2 separate regions of the Zea mays genome follow, and region 1 is linked to region 2. Evidence: chromatin contacts called from public Hi-C data. All regions are on one chromosome and are shown on one strand. Each heading gives the region's core, a stretch centred on a gene start, on an enhancer-like site or on the middle of the called end of the contact. The rest is flanking DNA. Distances are from core to core; before and after follow the strand shown. Region 1 holds the start of LOC100191909. Region 2 has its middle 22 kb from the start of LOC103632901.

The links. Hi-C and Micro-C count contacts between places; a contact is called where the count stands out from the background.
Region 1: a contact with region 2 is called in a Hi-C map of leaf, with 2.5 times the contacts expected there. The contact joins the promoter of LOC100191909 here to the enhancer-like site in region 2. A contact is called at or near these places in 7 of 25 Hi-C or Micro-C datasets (bundle sheath, ear, endosperm and 2 more).

What each region holds. Positions count from the first base shown.
Region 1 is chr7:135,557,714-135,564,034 of Zm-B73-REFERENCE-NAM-5.0, reverse strand. LOC100191909 reads right to left here and starts at 2,130. Exons shown (of 12, transcript NM_001350318.1): 1 at 1,779-2,130; 2 at 1,550-1,660; 3 at 671-958. The coding sequence starts at 1,791.
Region 2 is chr7:135,456,429-135,462,684 of Zm-B73-REFERENCE-NAM-5.0, reverse strand. No RefSeq gene overlaps it. Among protein-coding and RNA genes, the nearest start is that of LOC103632901, 22 kb to the right of the region's middle. Within about 2 kb of position 3,269, at least 20 of the 20 cell types and tissues checked have an H3K27ac peak or open chromatin away from gene starts, as enhancers often do. A contact at or near this core is called in bundle sheath, ear, endosperm and 2 more, where this site is marked.

The DNA.
Region 1 (6,321 bases), core at 881-3,380, 100 kb before region 2:
ACACAAGAAACACACAAAAGCGCCCGCCTTTAGCTTTTGCTACTATTTTTTTTTTATTTCGCAAACAGTTATCGAAGAATGGCGCAGGCGCCAGGCGGAAGCCGTTCGGCCCCACATGTCGGTGAGTGGTTGGGCCGGTGGCAGCTAGCGTCCGGCGTGGATGTAGCCGGCGGCTCGGCCATTAAGTGGGCCGGGCCCGGCGGGCAAGCACCTGGAGGTCACGTGGGTGGGGTGGGTCTTGCGAGCGAGACAGAGGACGGGACGTGACACGACACGAGGCTGAAGGTGCACGGCCAACATGGGCCCCAAATGGGCCCGGTCTGCTTGAAGGTGTACATGCACGGGCCACCCCACTCTCTGTAGAGTAGGGACGTACGAGTAGAGTCTCGCTCTAGCTCTCCATGCACTGTTGAGACTTGAGACAGGCACGCAAACGGCAAACCCCACGTCCCCAGAGCACGAGTAACCCATGCGACAGTGCGACCGCGGCGCCGTGTTTGTGTGGCGTGTGCATTCGCTATGTCGCTATAGACGAAACGGTGTAAGCAACTTAACAGGCCCTATATATCCTTTTCCTATTCTTCGGGGTAGATATTTTGGTACTATTTTTATGTAAATAACCCTTTAAATAACAATTTGAGAAAGAAAAATCTCTACGATGGACAAGTACCTCGCGCGCCCGGATGGAGCGTCGCGGCAGGCTGGCCCCAGAGCACGAACGGCGGCTCCGACTTGACGACGGCCGCCGGCAGCGCGACGGACACGGGCGCGGGGCTGATGCTGAAGGTGCCGACGCCGCCGGGCAGGGGCAGCGCGTGCTGGTTCGCGACGACGACCTGCTGCTGCGGCTGGTGCCTGCTCTCCGCGGCGGAAGCGGGCAGCGGCGACGGCTCCGGCGGCGCTCCCGGCTTCTGATCCAACGGCTGCAGGAAGTCGTGCGTCTTCAAGAGGAAATTACCTGTATATATATACATACGCAGTAACTTTTATTATCGGCGGTAGCCAGTGATAAGAAACTTTCCCTTACAAAACAAAAAATAGCCGTAAGAAGAACGAATGAAAATCAACACGCGATTGTTCGTATAAAAACATTTCCATGCGGCTTAAGCATGAATAAAGCCAGCCAGCCCGTGGGTCGGGTCGGGGCGGGGTGGGTGGGCCCGGACAGATGGGACGGAAGGCCGCCCGTCGACGGCTCCTTGCGTCCGACGCACACGTGATCCGCCGTTGCTTTTGGTTGTCGCTTCTTATCGCCGTCCAGCTTAAATTGCACGAAATTTATAGGGTGCTGTACTTTATTACATACTACTAGTTAAATGAACCCCAATCATCACGCGTCAGTGCGAGGAACATGCTAATTTGATTGGTTAATTAATTAGTCATTTACTACAAGCTGGCTTGCAAGGTTTTCTTCCCCGGTTTGATCCAGGCAGGAAACAAGGAATTGCAACAGGCAGATGTTATATTGCTTGCGCGGAGGTCCAACGAGAGGGAGTAGAATTGGCGTGAGAGGAAGGGAGAATGAAGGCTGCAGTGTGTGCGTGCGGACCTTGAGAAGGAGGCGGCGCCTTGGAGTCGTGTAGCAGGAGAGGAGCGTCCTTGGCGGCGGCGGCGGCGTACAGCGAGAGGAAGTCGTGCTCGTGCGTCGCCGCCTTGTTCCCTGCGCGCGGCGGAGGTTAATTTCCCCTGTGTCCGCCAATGACTCGAACGAAAGCCACGCAGCAGCACACAAGATCGACAGGCCATACATGCCCATGCGCGCGTGCTCCTGTACGTACCTTGGATGCCCATAATCGTAGCACGTCAATCGTAGCGCCCCGCCATCACTGCCTCTGGACCCGCAATTCTCTTGGGCCGGTTGGTACAGTAGCTTCCTGCTGCCTCCGCCGCCGGCCGTCGGCCGCCGACCGAACCGGAACAGGCCGCGCGCGGCGAGCAGAGGGAGTCCGCCGCTCCTGTGGGTCAGGAGACAGTTGTCACGTGACGCAGGTAGAGGTTCTCCACCTTCCTCCCTCTCCGGCTCCGACGACCTTGCCCTGGCTTCGCTTCGTCTTCTCCCTCTCCTCCTCCTCCTCCTCCTCCAGTATACTACTACTACTCACCAGCTATGGCTGCCGGTAGGCGCTCGCGAGACGCTTTATACGCCAAGCAAAGCCCCCCGTCAGTTTCCTTCGCGGCGCCCGCTCAGACAGACGCATATGTACGCAGACCCAGGCGGCGGACCAGCCCCGGCGCGCACGTGCTGGCTTCTGGTTCTGGTTAATCAACCACCGCGCCGTGCCGATGCTCTCTCTCTGCCGAGCTCCGGGGTTAATGAGTCGATTGGATTTCAGATTTGAGGGGAGGGGGTGGGCGGCGACGTGGACTGCGGACTATGGGTCACGTGACGGTTTGGAGAGGTGGGGACTGGGGAGGCACATGACAATGAGGCCGGGAATTGCGGGCATCCCGTGGATGGAGACGGCCACCGGGCCACGCATGTGCTCCAGATTCGGGCCTGGCCACTCCTGCCCCATTCATGGCTGCGAGCCTCCCCTTTCATGGCTCCATCAAAGCTTCAGGCTGTGTGTAGATAAGTTAACAGGAGAAACGATCTGGATCGTGGCGTGCCCCTACCTTTTTTCACAGGAGCGACCGACCGAGATGTGGGCACTGCAACAACAAAAGTTCGTTACTGGCCGTACAACGTTTGCGGTAACGAATATAACTAGAGTCGTCGAGGAGCCACGTCCACGGCAGCTCCTCATCGTGCCTTTTCCTAGTTCGCGGCTCAGCTTTAGTTTTTTTCCCTCTCTCTCGCTGTCGCTGCGGCGCCTCTAGCCGGCTAGCCCGCTGGCCTTTCGCTTTCCATCTTTTCGACCCGTGGTGTCGGTAAAACGGATCCGCTGAAACCGACCGCCGGAAGCATGAGCCTCCTCGCTCGGTGAAAAAAAAAGCGGCTACCAAGCTATCTGCTCCTCCGAACCCCCCACCCTTTCACCGCGCAAAAAATAAAGACCAGCAGCAGGAAGACGATGGGTATGGATCCACCGTACGCAATGCGTCCCCTCCGCCGACCGCTCGCTTCCGGGCGAATTCACCGCACGTGGCACGCCGCGCCGATCGCCCCGGATGCGCGCACGGCGGCACGTAAACTCCACGCCTCGCATCTAGGCCTGCTAATGGCAAAAAGTCCAATCCACTCCCACCCATACCCAAATCTAATTACTTTGATATCCATCCCACACCCAACCAAAAATACTATAAGAAAGTTAAACCCAACCCATCCAATAACAATATTGATCCTGTTGAGCACCAAATTGAGCGCGGAAGGCGTCAACAGATCCCAAACCAACCCGTAATTGGGTGGAAACCCAAGGAAAACCCGTGGGTTTAGCTTATTGTCTCACATCAAGCCAACTGCATACACTGATACACAGTGATAATTTTATAGGTAGTTTTAGTGACATACAAAAACATAGTTGCATACACAGTGACAAATTTGGTCAATGAACATTTAGATCTCGAGAAAATAACAAAAAACATATGTTAAGGATCCTTAATCCATCTATGTTTAAAAGAAAAATAAACAACCTCAAAAGAAAAATAAACAACCTCAAATTTGTATAACTCATCATGATGTACATTTTATATTTTGAACATTTCTTCATATGACAAACTAAAAATAAATTTGTTCATAAAACCTATATCTCTCTCGTAGTTTATGGAACTACGAGAGATATGTATAGAATTTGTGCATATTGTTAGAACTATCATGTGAGATGAACAAATGATCAAACAACCAAAATAAACTTTGTAGATCTTGAAAAGTTATAGAAGTTTGTAGTTGACAACTTTTTCATTTGAAGTCATATTTTCAACGAAAACTATGTCTGAATTTTAAAAATTTAAAATTTGAATTTTGAAAACAACCTCAAAAGAAAAAATCACCAACATGAAAGTTGTAGGTATTGAAGAGTTATTAAACTTTGTAGTTGACAATGTTTTGGTTTGAAATCATCTTGTCATGCAAAACTATGTTTGAATTTTGAAATTTGAATTTTTCAAACTACCTCGGATGAAAAACCACCAAAATAAAAGTTGTAGGTCTTGAAATGTAATGAAATTTTGTAATTGTCAACTTTTTTATTTGAAATCATCTTATCATTGAAAAATTCGTGTGAAGTTTTCAAATTTAAAATTCAAATTTTGTAAACGGCATCGGATGTAGAAACTATTAAAATAGAATTTGTAGATCTCAAAAAGTTATGCAACTTTATAGTTGGTCACATTTTCAAATAAAATGGTACTGATAAAATGGCATAGTATAGTGTGCTGTGTGTGACTAAATAAATCAAAGACTTCTCTAAACCTGAAATAAAATAGTACTGATTAGGGTGGTAGTGTGATTGGTGAATACCCATAGAAACCCATACCTATACAAATACATCTATACCCATGGGTATCAACCATTTTGACCCGCAATATAAAATAAACCCACCCAACCTGTTAATAATTAAAACACATCACAACCCACCAAAACAAAATCATTTCTTAAACCCACCTAAAATACTCATTTACATCGACCCCATTTGCAGGCCTACTCGCCTCGCATCGTGCGGTATCCGATGGAGGAGCGCGCGTGCGGCCGTACGCGTACCCAAGACCACGTCGAAACACGCCACGTTCCACGTACCACAGGAGACGCGTGCGTGCGTGCGTGCGTGCGTGGAGATGTGACCGTGTGTCGCGTGCCTGCGCTCGGTGCCGTGTGGAGGCTCGTGACGGCGAGCCCGGCCGCACGTAAAAGGCGCCGCTGGGCGATGCGTGGTCCACGACTCCACGTACGCTGGGGGCTCCAAGAGAGAGAGAGGTGGATCTGGCGGTGGTTCCGCGGGACGATCAGACTGGCAGGCAGGACGGGGCATGCACATGCGCCGCTCCAGCCCCCCTCCTCCGCCTCCAACCACCGCCCCCCGGCCGTGTTCACTGACGAAGTGTGCCCATCTGTCAACTGATGCGCATGCCCGTCTGTGTGGACTGTACAGTTGCTGTCACCTAAAGCGCGTGCATTAGAGAGTGTGGCGCGCGAATTGATGTCCGTTTGACATCCGTCGCGATTCGGACGACGGCGACAGGGCGTGCCGCGTTCGGCCGCAGCCCGCTTGTTTTCTATAGCACGCCTCGTGTATACGCAGAACACGTGTCACCACCTGCTGGCTGCTTCCTAGTGGGTGCCGGCCTAACTTGCGAGGGAGAAACGGCGTCCTCGTGCAACTTCCTGCTACACTTTGGGCGGCCTTGGCCCTACCGCCCTACGCCTATTTCTTCGCTGGGAATGGTGTTGCTGTTGGCAGGCTCCTTTTTAAGCGGTTCATGGTTTGGATGCGCTGCCTGTGGGAGAAGGGAAAGAGAGAGACCGGCGGAGACGATCGAGACCAGTCACCAGTCAGCGGCTCAGCGCGCAGCTAGCGTATGGTCACGTACGCGCGACGCGATATGCATGATCAGCTAGCTCGCTAGCACAAGGCAGACCAGGCCAGAGCGGGAGACAAGGGCCCGTGCGCGTGTGCAGAACGGGGGGGGTGGCCCGGCCGGGCCGGCCACTACGAACCCCGGCGCCCGCACCCGCCACGTCCGCGGTCCAAGCGACCAAGCGCTGCGCATGCAACCAACATCCGGCCGCGCGGGCTCGCGGCGCCGGTCGGGTGAGCGGATCGAGCGCGCGCTCGACGCGGCGGGGCCTGGCCGCCGCTCGACCGCCCCCGTCGCCTCCGCGCGCGTGCCGGGGACCATCGCTGGACGCTGGGCCTGGTACCGCTCACGTGTGCCCTGACACGCGCGCACGTGCCAACAGTGGCGGCACGTCCTGCTGCGAGATCTGCAAAAGGTGCCACGCGCAACGGCGAGGCGGCCGGGGCCGACGACGGATCAACGCCTACACGCGCGCCGGCCCCGCCCGGTGTAGGGCATGCCGCATGCATGCATGCATGGCCTGCGTCTCTGCGTTGGGGTCAGGAGGTGGGGCCTCTCTCTTTCTCTCTGCCGACTGCCGTGCGTGCTGTCGGATAAAGCCGGGCTTGATCCAGCAGTAAAAAGCCAAGCATGCACTGGCCACTGCAGTGTTACAGTAACTTCCCTGCGGGGAGCTCGTGCGACACCAGTAAAAAAGGCTCGTGGTAACTAGCAGAATGCAATCCCTGTACTACATGGGTTCACATATATTTGCATCGTACGTTGCATGTGCGGAGTACAGTGAGATTCATGTTACGTTGATCAGTCAAAGGACCAGCTGCGGCAGGAGGAACTTTTTATAAGTTATTAGTAGCGAGTAAACTACGT
Region 2 (6,256 bases), core at 2,020-4,519:
CCTAAGTTTGATTCTAAATTTCAAGCATATATTTGATGCATCAAACAGAAATCCCAGCATGACAATGCAAGTATAAATTATATATTTATTTATATTGATTGCTTTGTCCATGCCAAAAAAACATATAATTCAATAAGGCATGATTTATATAAAATACCTCACCATATTGTTTAGTTGGGAAAATAGTTCAAATACATAGCCAAAATTTATATTAACTTTTTATTTAACTTTAGGAAAATATTTCAATTGATAAACTTATTAGAAATACACTTTTAAATTATAAATCTTTAGTAAATTTTTCTCAAATACCAAAATAGGATTTCAGGGTGTTACACCATCAAGGCTACGACAACGAATAAGCCTCTGCAACAAGCGCAACAGTCGTAATTGTGGCTCGATAGTCGGGGTACATGACAAGTCCATGAAACATGCGCAACAGGCGCAATTGTGGCTCGATGATCACGACAGACAATCAATGCCTACAGAGTGTGCGAAAAATGCGTGACTCGATGATGGCGGTCCGACTCAACGAGAGTGGTACGATTAAGCGAGAGTGCGACATAGCAATCAAATGACGCAACCAAGTTCGTACGACACAAATACTGCGTCGTGTTGCCAGGGCGCAGCCAGTGCTCAGCCAATGCCATAACTCGATCGATTAATAATGTAGTCTCATCGACGTGTCTGAGTACCCACTATACAATTTAATAGCTCGACGTGAGCCCAAAAGCTCAACGCAAAACAAATATTTAGAGCGATTTTAGTATACATAATATAACCTTCACATGCATTTTAATAATTTTCTGCTAATTATTTACTACGGGAAATAATTATTAATGCAGAAAAAATGAACACAATAATTAATACATGAACATAACACATCAGGTGTAAAAGACATTTTTCCATATTTAAGCATGCATTTTCTGCTAATTATTTATTACGGGAAATAATTAATTAAAGTAGAAACTGCAAAAATGGTTTATTCTATTTATTATTTGTAACCGGAAATAAATAGAATAAACAACATAGAGCATATATGAAATAATTCAATTGAAATTTTCCAGAGCGATTTTCAAGCCAACCATCGCCTGCTTTGTAACCATCAGAGCATCACATGCAAGCGTGAAGTCAACTTCACGATACTTCACATGCAAGGCTGCTCCGGAGGCACATACGCATGCAACCAGTTGCGGTTCCGGTTATTGAGGAAGCTGGGCCCAGCGTGGATGGCATGAGTGTGCGCCACGCTTCGTGCGATGTCGTGGCAGAATACGTGCGGCGGTGCGAGCCCCAAGTGCGTGATTCCTCTTTTTTTCTAACTGCCACGAGGATAACAGATCACCACGCGGGTGAATCGGATCGTGTGAGAAGAGGTCGCATCTCCGCGAGACACGAACACACGTAGGAGCAGTGGCTCTAGGCGGCGCTCCCCAAAGCGGTGAAGGTGCTTTTTTTCACCGCAAACAATAGATTGGAAACTAAATCACAGATTCAGTCCAGAAATTACATACCCCATTTCTTGATTCAGTAGACGAAAATGATGGCTGTCGCGTAGGACAGTTCGGCTAGGCCGGAGGACTTGCCGACTTGACGGAGAGTTGATGCAGAGCGTGCTGATAACGTGTTGAGAACTACGTTATCACGGATCACCAGATCCGCTCCCTTCCATCCCGTCAGCAGTAGAGGCGCAAGAAGATGTAGAGAACCCGTCTCCCTTCTCATAAGCACGACAGAGAAAACACACGAGACACAAAATATAGGGTTGGACCTCTGGTCTCTTTCTGATTTCTATTATGAGGGGTGTACATGTTCCTTATATAGAGATGTCAGACCCCTCAGGAGCAAAGCAGTTGCCCACGTAACCCTAACTAAAGTTACTTAACACATTGGACGAAGAGTTCAGTGGTTCAGCGTTTTTTCTTCGTGGACACAAGCTGCTATTGCAGAACCGTGAGCGTCGTTTAACTGAGCGTCGTTTAACTGCTACGTACTGCCATTTTTTGAACACTCGTGCGCTGCAAAAAAAAAAGTTGTCAATCCGTAGTTCTTACAGTACTTCTTAGTGATCACATGCATGCAGTTCTTTGATCTACTGGCTTTCTGCAAAAGTATGGAGAGAAGGGCGAGTCGAGGTGATACTAGGATGCAGTTCTATGATCTACTGGCTTTTGGGATAATCCCAGCCGGCCAGCACGCCGTCTATCTTGTTTATTGGTATGTTGCTCTTCTCTACGCGGGCCCAGTCAATCCTCGCTAATCTATACACCTCATTCGGTCATTCCCCTCTGTTAATAATTACAACTGTAGCTTCGGTACCCAGTTTGGATATACAATTTGTGAATACAAAAAAACGATTAGTACAAATACGGATACGCAACTCCAAACAAACTGAACTTTTTTAGGAGTTGGGAGGTCCAGAGGAACTGGATCCTGTGCAGTCACCAATCCAATCCAATCCATCCCGCTCGTTTTCCGTCCTACCGTGGCCCTGCAGAACTCCAGCCGGCACAAGCACAGCAGCAGGCCCATCTCAGCCCAAGGCATGGCGCTAGCCAGGTAAAAAGGTCCCAAGGAGAGGTAGCGTGGTGCTTTGGGGCCGAGATGGGCCGGAGCCCAGCGTACATAAGCCTGGTGGGAGCCAGCCACCGTTCGATCTCATCTCAGCGAACGGTCCCCGCCCCCACTGACTGCAGTGCAGAGCGACGTCGCTGGACGACGTGGACGTTAGAAGATCCGGATCCCCCAGGCTCCAAAGCAAGGTTGGATGTGGTGGCTGTGGCTCTCAGCTGGCTCGCTCATGGCCAAATAAGCAAAACTTTTTTTGCAATGGAGTCGAGTTGCTTCGTGTACCTCCTCAATGCGACTTGCACATTGAGACTGAAGACGACACCTCCAGCGCCCTTCATCTGCCACTGCCATGCCTAGCAAGCGTACGTTCACGAGCAGTGGTCCTAGGCAGCCACGGACCAGCTAGCAGAGCAGACACTCCTCCTAACAAGTCGGCACGACACGTTCTCCCTCCTAACAGCAGCAGCTTTCGCGGGGCGACCAGTGGCGAGCCGCCATCCGTCCAAACCACACGGCCTCTCCAGGAGCCTGCCCTCTCCCGGTCGTCCAGATGCATGCACTCGCACGCACGCTGGTCACTGGCTGCCTGCTCGATCTATCGGCTGCTGATGGTTGTTCGATGCCCGGGCCCAGCGAGCGGTCGCGGCGGTACAGTTTGGTGGTGGTCTGGTCCTCCTCCTCTTGCAAATACTAGTGGCCCCGTCCGTGAAAGGGCAAGGGCGTACGTACGTGTCCCGGTCCGGCGGTCCCCCACGTGAGGGGCTGAGCCAGGGCTGGGCCGGACATCATGCCGCGGACAACCGAACCCAGCCGGTGAGCTCGAGCAAACGATGTACTAGAATACTATATAAGTAGGCGGACGCGGAGTACCGTGGCGTGTCTGCATCCGTGCCGTGCGTGGTGTGATATTAGTGACAGCTTGACACTGTTTGTGCGGCGACGTACTGAAAGCGCTACGGGGGAAAAAAAACTGGTGTCGGAGAAGGAGCGACCGTCGCATACTATGCTCGTCGGGACACGCACCCGGCGGTCTCGCAACACGCAGCCCGTCTGTCGCGACCCTTTTCTTTTCTTTCGCAGATTGATGCATGCGAGACCGCAGTATTTTAGTACTCCCGTGCTCCGCAGAGACACGGATGACGGACACCGAACGGTGGTTACTGGATTCATTCAGTGTTCTGAACTGATGATGTATGAGCAGAGCAGGGCGTACTCCTAGGTAGAAAGAATCACGCGCAGCCGGGCCGGGTACGTAGCGTGCACCGGGAACCGAGCAGCGCTCACCAATTATGCGTTGCTTCCGACGCGGGCACTGGATCGCCACATGCGTCGCTCCAGCCGCACGGCACGGCACGGTATACAGGACGATGCGAGAGGGAGCCCCGCCACGTCGCGGTCTCGGCCCACCCTCCGTGTCCTCGCCCCCCGGTACAGTGTAACTACATCTACATGCAGCAGCTAGTACTTCCTGCTACGTGCAGCGCGCGCGCGCGCGGGCGCCCGCCTAGCTTACTAGCTAGTGTTGAGCTACTATCACACAGTACACCCCGCTCGTACGACGCACTCTCACTCAAGGTCAAGGTAGCCGGCACGTCGCCCTCTCCCCCGGCACACGCGCGCACGACGACACGCCCCCCGCGCGCTTTTGCTTGCTTTCTCATTCTCATCCTCACCCTCGCGCGTCGCCGTGCCCACACTGCCGGACTGCTCTGCCCGCCCACCCGCCCGCCGTGGACGCGGAGCAAAGCTACGTAGTAGTGGGGTGGGGAGGGGACCAAACCAAACCAGATGTGGCGCAAGCGCGGGGGCCTCGGATACTATTATTCTCATCTCAACTAATATGAAGCCCAGCCCTCGTGGTCGGATCCGGGGTCAGCGTAATTTTATCATTTTCTAGCTCCGGGGTCAGCGTATTAATCCATTCACGTAAGAACTTGTTTGGTTAGGAATAGGGTGTAAACGGATATCCGAACTGTTAGTACAAATTTAATATTTTAAAATAGATATATATGAAATTTGATGCTAATATTTTCTTATGTTATGAAGCACATTATTATAAATAAGAATAAAATTTTGTATAAATTATTTCATACATTATTTGCTCCATACAATAAAAAAGGTGAAAAAATATCTGTATCCATATTCGATTTGTATCCGAAATTTATATTTATTATTTCAGAAGATATATGATAGATTTGAGGTTTATATTTTATGAATCTTTACAAGCTCAATACTAAAAACAACAATATAAATTTGCATAGCATATTCTAAATTCTATTAATTCACAATCAAAGAAAAAAGATCAAAAAACTGATATCTGAATAAGTATCCGTTTACACCCCACGGACTTGAACTCCCAAGCCGTATATTGGTACTGTGCGAGGAGAGGAGTGCTGGGGTGGGAGCTTGGCCGAATTTTTTGCATTTTAACCCTTCATCGAAAACAATATCACGTTCGGACCCTAGAAAATTTTAATGTCATTTTTGGACCCTTTGTTCGGCGCCATAGCCTATGGCGCCGAGGTAGGTGCTGTGCTGGCCCAAACGGACAACGTGGCGCCGACGTGGTACCGAGCTCGGCGCTATAGATCTTGGCGCCAAGCTCGATTCTATACACAAAGGTTGTCTAGCTTAGTTGGTAGAGCGTGAAGCTCTTAACCTTATGGTTGTGGGTTCGAGCCTCACGGTGGGTGTTTTTTTGTCTTTGTCACTATTTTTTTTGTCCCAATTTTTTGTTTATGTCGTTGATTTGTCCGTCCAAATTTATTTCTCATCCTGTTTTTTTTGTTTTTGTGACTGATTTGTTTATTCATCCAGATATTTTTTTGTTTATCCGGTAAAAAGAAGCACAAATATTCATGAATTAACTATCCTATACGATGGCCTATTTGAAATGCAAGATTATTATATAAATTAATACATGAATTTTGTAGTCTCACCAGTTTGATTTTATGCAAAAGCACGTGAAGAAAAAAAACCTGAATATTTCTACAGATAAGCCTGTATTCTATAATTCGAATATGAGTACATATATATTCCAACGTTGTGGATGCGTCAAGGTTTAGATACTTGAATATTTCTGGAATAACGAAATGTGAGTGGCTGAACAGTGACAGGTATTTCATTCTTATGTTTTCAGTAGGCCGCTTAATGCTCCTAATGAGAACACGGAACTCCTCTGGCAAATACAGCTGACGGATAGTATACTTTGGAAGTTTCTCCAAAATAATTGCTTCCTAGTTTATGACACGGATAGCTGCATTTTTATACGAATTCCTGGCAAACCAGTGTTTCATGGCATAGAAGTTCTGAGCGTCAGTTAGGATATGAAAAGCAAAGTAGCCTGGCTCATGAAAAACAAAAAAAATATCTAGATGAATAAACAAATCAGTCAAAAAACAAAAAAAAACAGGATGAGAAATAAATTTGGACGGACAAATCAGCGACAAACAAAAAATCTGGACAACAAAAAACAAATCAGTGACAAAGACAAAAAAAACACCCACCGTGGGGCTCAAACCCACAACCACAAGGTTAAGAGCCTTACGCTCTACCAACTGAACTAGACGACCTTTATGTACAGAACCAAGCTCGGCGCCAAGATCTATGGCGCCGAGCTCGGTACCACGTCGGTGCCACGTCGTCCGTTTGGGCCAGCGCAGTACCTACCTCGGCGCCATAGCCTATG